2 separate regions of the Canis lupus genome follow, and region 1 is linked to region 2. Evidence: chromatin contacts called from public Hi-C data. All regions are on one chromosome and are shown on one strand. The core of a region is the stretch at or near the end of the contact, and the rest is flanking DNA. Distances in the headings are between cores, read along the strand shown. Region 1 has its middle 280 kb from the start of CIBAR1. Region 2 overlaps RUNX1T1 (protein CBFA2T1).

Region 1 (3,170 bases), core at 480-2,979, 1.1 Mb before region 2:
GATTAGCAGGCGGCTGCAAAGTTTCCTTAGGTCTTTGAAAGAGAGGTGTTACAAGAGAGTCAAGGCAGGAGGCTTTTTATGCAAGGTGTTGTCTGCATTTACATTTACACCTCCATTTTTTTGAAATTAAATATGGCATTCTTTGGCTCTGACGAGGAGCACCATTCATCAGTAGGCTCTCAATCAAAAATACAATTTTCATGGGTTCCAGGAATGCCTGGAAGCTCAAGACCTGGTATGGGACTAATGTGACTGGGCTCATGCGACACAGGGTGTTCTGGATGGGTGTTCAACAGACTTGGGTTCCAACCTACAGCTGTCACGAAGCGGCTGTGTCAACCCTGGCAGGAGATTGCTCTCCCTCAGCTTCCTCACTTGCAAAAATAACACCCTTTTCTGATCACCTCAAGGGCAATAAAACTAAGGAAGACGTGAAAGTATTAGGATGATACCAAGCATTATTTGCATGTAATATGTGCTACCGGTGATTTTTGAAAATGGGACGAGATCATCCCAAACTCTGGATAATTGCAGTCGCATTAACACAATGCAATACGGATTATTGCAAGAGTAAAGAACCTCATTGTCCCCATTGTTCTGAATCCAGCGTTTTGTCATTAAATTTTGATTATCTTCCTGGTTGAGTATTAAAGCAGCTACGAGACAGCCATTTCTCCAAGTGCTTTGTTCCTAAAAAGTACCCTCAGATGGAAGATGCATTTCATTCTTGGAGAAAATATACATACTTGTGACCCCAGAGTGTTTTCTCTCATGAAGCTTGTCCGGGAATCCGCAGATAAAATATACAGCGTGCTAGCCGCACATTTTTTTTTTTTTTAGGGTCCCCTGAACCATCTTAACATTCTCACATCTATGACCAGATTTCCCAAGTGGTATCAGCCTTCAATTATGCTTTCCTTGATTTTTTCCGCTTTCCAAATGCAAATGACTGTTTATCAAAGCAGTGAGCATATAGATGACAAGAGAAAGAAGATCGATTGCATTGAGATCTGTTGCTTTGGAGAATTCTTCATTTAAATTGGATTAGTAAGATGGAACTTCCATTTTCTCTCTGAGAGTTGCAGAGCCGGCCCTGGCAAGTAGACTTGAAGCAAGGTCACCTGGGAAGGCCAACAGCCCAAAGGATCTGGGATCATCTTGGTGATGGCTACTGGAGGCGCATGGGGGTCAGTTACTGTAAAGAAGAAAGGACTTAGGCAAGGACCATAAGGGGTGGGAGAAATGACAGGGTGTCCCCTTAATTAGGTGAAATGGAGTTAAAACAAATTTCTCTATCCCTGAAGGGAAGAAAAGATTAAAAAAGAAAAAAAAAAAAGCCACATGGTTTTTGTTTTTAACAGCAGACAAAGACCAAGTAGGCAGAGAGAGGCGATTATATGCCACTTCTCTCCCCTTCCTTTTCATCAGCCATGACCTTTCATTATTCCAGTTTGGCCAACTGTAGGGATCAAGCCAAGGCATGGGCTTATTTCCAAGGCTTATTTCCAGGTCAGGTCTTTGGAGGGGTTTAGGATCCCCTACGTTTCCCTTGGAAGCATTCCGAACCTGTGATGCCTTCATGGCACATGGTCTGGAGCATGGCACGGTGTAATAAGAAGCTCTCTGGCCTGCGGAGGATGGAGCACAGAGGTGGTTGTAGCCAGAGAGGAAGGCTGGGGGTGCAGAGGTGGCATTTGGGGGCTCCGAGTGCAGGTGCCCACTGGGATAGAGACAGGGGTTGGAGCAGAGGTCAGGAGGGTGAGGGACTCACACCTGAAGGAGCACGAGGGGGCCTGGAACCAGCACGATGTGGTCGTGGATTCCAGTGAGTAATGTCACTGTCAGAAGCTCAGGCTCTCCATCTCCAGAAGGACAGAAGGAAAAGGGTTACCTTTAGGAATGTTGGAAGAAACAAGTGAGATGCTAGATATAAAAAGCATTTTGTCCAAATCATCAGATCATGTGCAAACACAAAGGACTGTTGGGGTTGGATGTGAAGCTGGCACAACTTTGGAAGTAGGGAGGGCAGCCCGCAGGGTCCTCTGAAGTTTGCAGTCATGGCACCCCTCCCTGCTGGGCCCCTCAGGCTCATCGGTGGGCAGTGGGCAGTGGGTTTCTGCACTGCCCGGCTCTTCCCAGCACCCCTGGGTGGGGGCGGACCTCACACGGAGTCCCATTTTCATAAAGCAAGGATCGTGAGCACTAAGCTCATATGAAAAAAAAAAAAAAACTGCTTAGGGATAGAACTTTCTGGGTATAATCTTCGAACCTTGGCCTCAGGAAAGTGACCCTGCCGAACACCCCATTCGTGAAAGAAGCAGACCTTAAAACATTTTCACAAAAGCAGAAAATATTATCATCCCAGAGACAGACACCATAAGGACAGCGTTAGGATCTGCGGTTGGTTGGATTTCATAAAATGAAGACCATCAAACCGGAGGCCTGTTTGTGGAGTGGAGGCATGATTGTATTTTTAGTTTTCTTAACTAAATAAATCCATCAGTTGACAAAGAGGAGAGGGGAGTGGATTAGACAGAGAAGTTATGATTGAAGACTTGAAGGCAGGGTCAGCTAGAGATGCATTGATCACAGTCTCATTAGTCCTGGAACAGAAACAAAAATGAATTTGAAATGTGGAGAGGGGGTGGGCGAGGATAGATAAGGGACCAAAGGGAAATATGGGTGCATTTTCCAACAGTGTGATTCATAACACATGGATGAGCTCAGACACGGAGATGCAATTCTTCGCTTGAATTCCTGACAGATTCGGAGCCAGGGTAAAATGTTAGCCATCCCATCCCTCTTTCTCCTGGTCTTTCTAGGAAAGCACCCTGAAATCCTATCTAAGGCATAGAAGAGGGGTTCTACTCCTGAAAGGATTAGTAATGTCTGCGAGACTGCAAAATATATTGCTGAGTAAAGCTGGAGACAGTTAAGGGTGCTGGAGGGACGGACAGTGGGAAAGCTTCGGACACTCTTCCTCTTGGCAGGTCATTTCTCTGATTAGGATATTAGGAAACCTATATTAGCTGTAAAAGAGATCTAGAGAGGAGCGATTGTGTATCTCACTAAATTAGGGGTGAAGCTGATCAGAAGATTTAATATTGGGAGAAGCTGAATCATTGGTGCAAAATCAAGGGAAGTATTATGAAAAAAAATTTTACTTTTAT
Region 2 (3,473 bases), core at 590-3,089:
CGTGTGTGTGCCCCCCCCCCACCCCAGGGATTTGAAGCATACCCCAAACAAGTATGACGCTTGGTCCTCTAGAATGTGGTTTAGAGCTGCTCTCCTGTAGGGCTTGCCTTTGTTGAGGGGTGGGCGGCTTTAGGACAGCTGGAGAAGTGCTTGCTCTTAGTGAAGGAAAACACTGAGAAGGGTCCAGTAGCTGTCATACTTGAAAATAATAATAATTTTTCAAAAAGATCCATTGGCTGGTCTAAAAGATACAAGGGGAATAGCATGGACCAACACAATGAGGACGGAAACGGAAGAAACTTCTGTTGCAGGGTGGTGTGTGTCTGTGTGCCCGTCTGGGGTGTCATAATTACGTAGTCCCGATTTATACATGGGTCATACATGGGATATGGGTCTCAGTAGCCACATTTGTATTTTTAAACAGGGCGATTTAAAAAACAAAAACAAAAAACTGAATGTGAATGGTGCTCTGACCCCTTAGGTATTGGCCGTCTTTATTAGGAGAAGAGGAAAGTTATTTTCCCAAGCAAAATTGCTGGTTTTGGAGAGCGTCTGCATTTATTTTTAGTTTTTCTTGGTCATGTTCGAGGGGTCTGATAGCATTAATGGGCTTTACCCCACATGGAGCTTTGAGCTTATTGTAGCACTGCACACTGATCCCAGGTCAGTGTGATGCGTGAAATCAATTTATTTGAATCTCTTTGCCTCTATAGGAATTTGGCAGCATGCCAGTTGTTTTCATTTAATGTTCTTTGTGTTGAACACAGACAAGCAGGCATGCTTTTGTATCCCTCTCTCCTTTGGTCTCTGTCTCTTTCAGCCAATATTTTACTCTATGGATTTTGAGATGAAGGAAGAATATATTATTTATGTGATTCTAATCATTGCTTAATGTGTGTGCGTATGTGCGTGTATAAGTGTCCCACTTTCATTTCTTCTGAGGGATATTGTGTGCGTGTGTTTTATATATATATATATATATATATATATATTCCTGAGTTTTGCTGGTGACTTTCTTTCTTTGTATACAAATAATACAGTTTTGTTTAAATGAGGTTTTTCGAAGAAACCTCCCAAACCAGATCATAGGTGGTATTTACGTGCCATGAGACCTATTATCAAAAACTGAAAATGACAATATATTAATTGTACAACACACAGCACATGTTTCATCTGTGAACTGAACTATCAAAACCATGTCTTGGGGAGCTTTTTAAAATTTTTTTTGATTTGCAGATTTACACTTTATTCCAGCACGCGTGCAAAAGAAAACCAGGATTATTATTTGGATGTTGTTTCCTTTGAATAACCCCCTCTTAAATCAAGGCACCAGTGTTCTGCATAGATTGTGACATTGAATTTTTACAAAGTTCCTGCATGAGGTTCATTTTTATTGTTTTCTTTTTAAAATCCAGGGGTTAGTGACAGGGAACAGCCACAGCACAGAGGGTTTTTTTTTTTTTTTTTCTTTTTTTCTTTTTTGTGACAAATAGACTCAGACCTTGCTGTGGATGTTTTTGTAGGGAGGATTTGTTTCTGGGTCAGCTTTAGGAAGAGGTGGAGAAGGAAACAGAGAGAGAGAGAGAGAGAGAAGAGAGAGAGAGCAGAGAATGTTCTGTTGATGCCCCGGGCAGTTCTTGCGGAAGTTGATATGCAGAACCACGGAGCCACAGCTTCAGGGTCAGGCTCAGACCCAGAGCCCTGCTTCCTTGTTTAATTACCTGAAGAGCAAAACAGTCAGGCTGGGAGTGTGTGAAAACCCAGTATCTCTTGCAGCCGCCTGGCGCTCTGACATCCTGCAAGGCCAGCCCTGTCTGTCCGCCAGCGTCAGGCTGGCTCCCGCCCTGGGTTCCTTTCTTTCTGGAGGCATTGTGTGCAAGAGGGTTTGGTCAGGAATTTGAGGTTCCTGCCAGTGCCGTGGCCCTGCTTTCTCCTCCTGGACTACCCCGACAGATACGCTTAATTTTTATTTTAATTTTATTTTTATTTTTTGGATGAATTTCAAAATCGGGCTCTTTCATTTTACACCCTGGCCTGGCTCTGAAACATTGTGACCGGCAGCAGCTCTTAACCCGTGGGGAGCTGCTCCGAGCCCATGGGTCCTTCTTCTCCTGGGGCTGGTTATCTGGTGTCTGAGATCAGGCTCCCTAGGAGCTCAGTGTGGATCTGGTGGTGCACAGGTGGTTTGGGTGAGGCAGTTTCAGCATCTTAATCCATCTGGGGGAACAGCCCATCTTTAAGCCAAGGTGATAGCACTTTTAAGTTTGGGGGGTGTTTGGTTTTTTGTTGTTGTTGTTCTCCCCCCCCCCTTGGGGCCTGGGAATTTGAATTTGGCCTGGAACACTTGCTGGGGGGAAAAGCAACACCCCCTGATGAAGCTGGAGGTGGGGCGAGGAATCCTATCTGGACAGCGATGGGTGGCCGAGTTGAGGACAGTGCAGGATAAAGAATTCCTGGGGATGCTTGCAGGTGCAGCCATCCGGGAGAGCCCAGAGTCCACCCGGCTGTCCTCTCCCGGGGGGGACGCCCAGCACGCTCTCTATCCCCCGTGTGGGCCGGTGAGATGTCTGCACGCCGGGTGGGGGTGCAGAGGGGGCCTTGGCCGTGGGGTTTCTTGCAAAGGGAGGGGAAGCGGGGGGGACTCTCTGTGTGGAGATTGGGTTTTTCCAGCTACTTCCGTCGGATTCTGAGCCACAGACTGGAGGGCATCTGCCCTTCGGGATGCACAGATGTGCGTGCGGCTGATGTTAAGGGGGTGGCGGGGAGACCTCTGCAGGTGTGCAGCAGCCCGGCCCGGGGAGCTGCGTCCAGTCTTCGCAAAGCAGGAAAGGACCGGCCCTCGTGGGGAAGGGGTTGGGGCAGCGCCGGGGCTGCAAGCTTCCCTCCCCTCTTGCGCTTAACCGGAGGTAACATCGCTACTTTGTGCATTTACGTACCACTCGGGCCAAAAGTACATGATCATTTAAATAATTGGACCAGCCCGGGGCATCCTGCGAGGGGGCTGGCACCCCGGGGCCTGGTGGGCACCCGCGGGGACAGCCCTGCTGGAAGCCTTGCGTGCATCCCGGGCCCGCGCGTGTTTATTTACACGTCAGGCCGGTGCCTTATCTTGCAGGGCGCTCCTCGTTGCCACATCCACACACATGGGGAGGAAAAAAAAATAATAAAAAGAAAAGATCCACAAATAAGCCACAGTCAACACTTAACCGGGGACCTCCTGCAGGTGGCAGACGCTGGGCACCTTCCTATCAAGCCTCAACTTTTTGGTAGTTGTGTCCAGCTGGAGCTTGCTGAAGTGCAAGTCACATTGGTGCCACTTGCCGCATGAAGCCTTGGCAGCCGGGAGCGTCGAATGTGAGAAACGCTTGGGGGACCCGGAGAAGTGAATGGAGAAAGTTGTGGTTTGCAGGTGGCGTCGGGAGTCACAGAAGAAGACGGGAGGCAGCAAGCGGGGCTGGTGCCTTGCGCAGACG

What was found. Hi-C and Micro-C count contacts between places; a contact is called where the count stands out from the background.
Region 1: a contact with region 2 is called in a Hi-C map of skin fibroblasts, with 2.1 times the contacts expected there. The contact joins two enhancer-like sites. A contact is called at or near these places in 2 of 9 Hi-C or Micro-C datasets (amygdala and skin fibroblasts).

The regions. Positions count from the first base shown.
Region 1 is chr29:38,975,775-38,978,944 of UU_Cfam_GSD_1.0, reverse strand. No RefSeq gene overlaps it. Among named protein-coding and RNA genes, the nearest start is that of CIBAR1, 280 kb to the left of the region's middle. Within about 2 kb of position 1,729, at least 2 of the 20 cell types and tissues checked have an H3K27ac peak or open chromatin away from gene starts, as enhancers often do.
Region 2 is chr29:37,906,572-37,910,044 of UU_Cfam_GSD_1.0, reverse strand. All of the region lies in intron 4 of RUNX1T1 (protein CBFA2T1), which reads left to right. Among named protein-coding and RNA genes, the nearest start is that of RUNX1T1, 23 kb to the left of the region's middle. Within about 2 kb of position 1,839, at least 9 of the 20 cell types and tissues checked have an H3K27ac peak or open chromatin away from gene starts, as enhancers often do.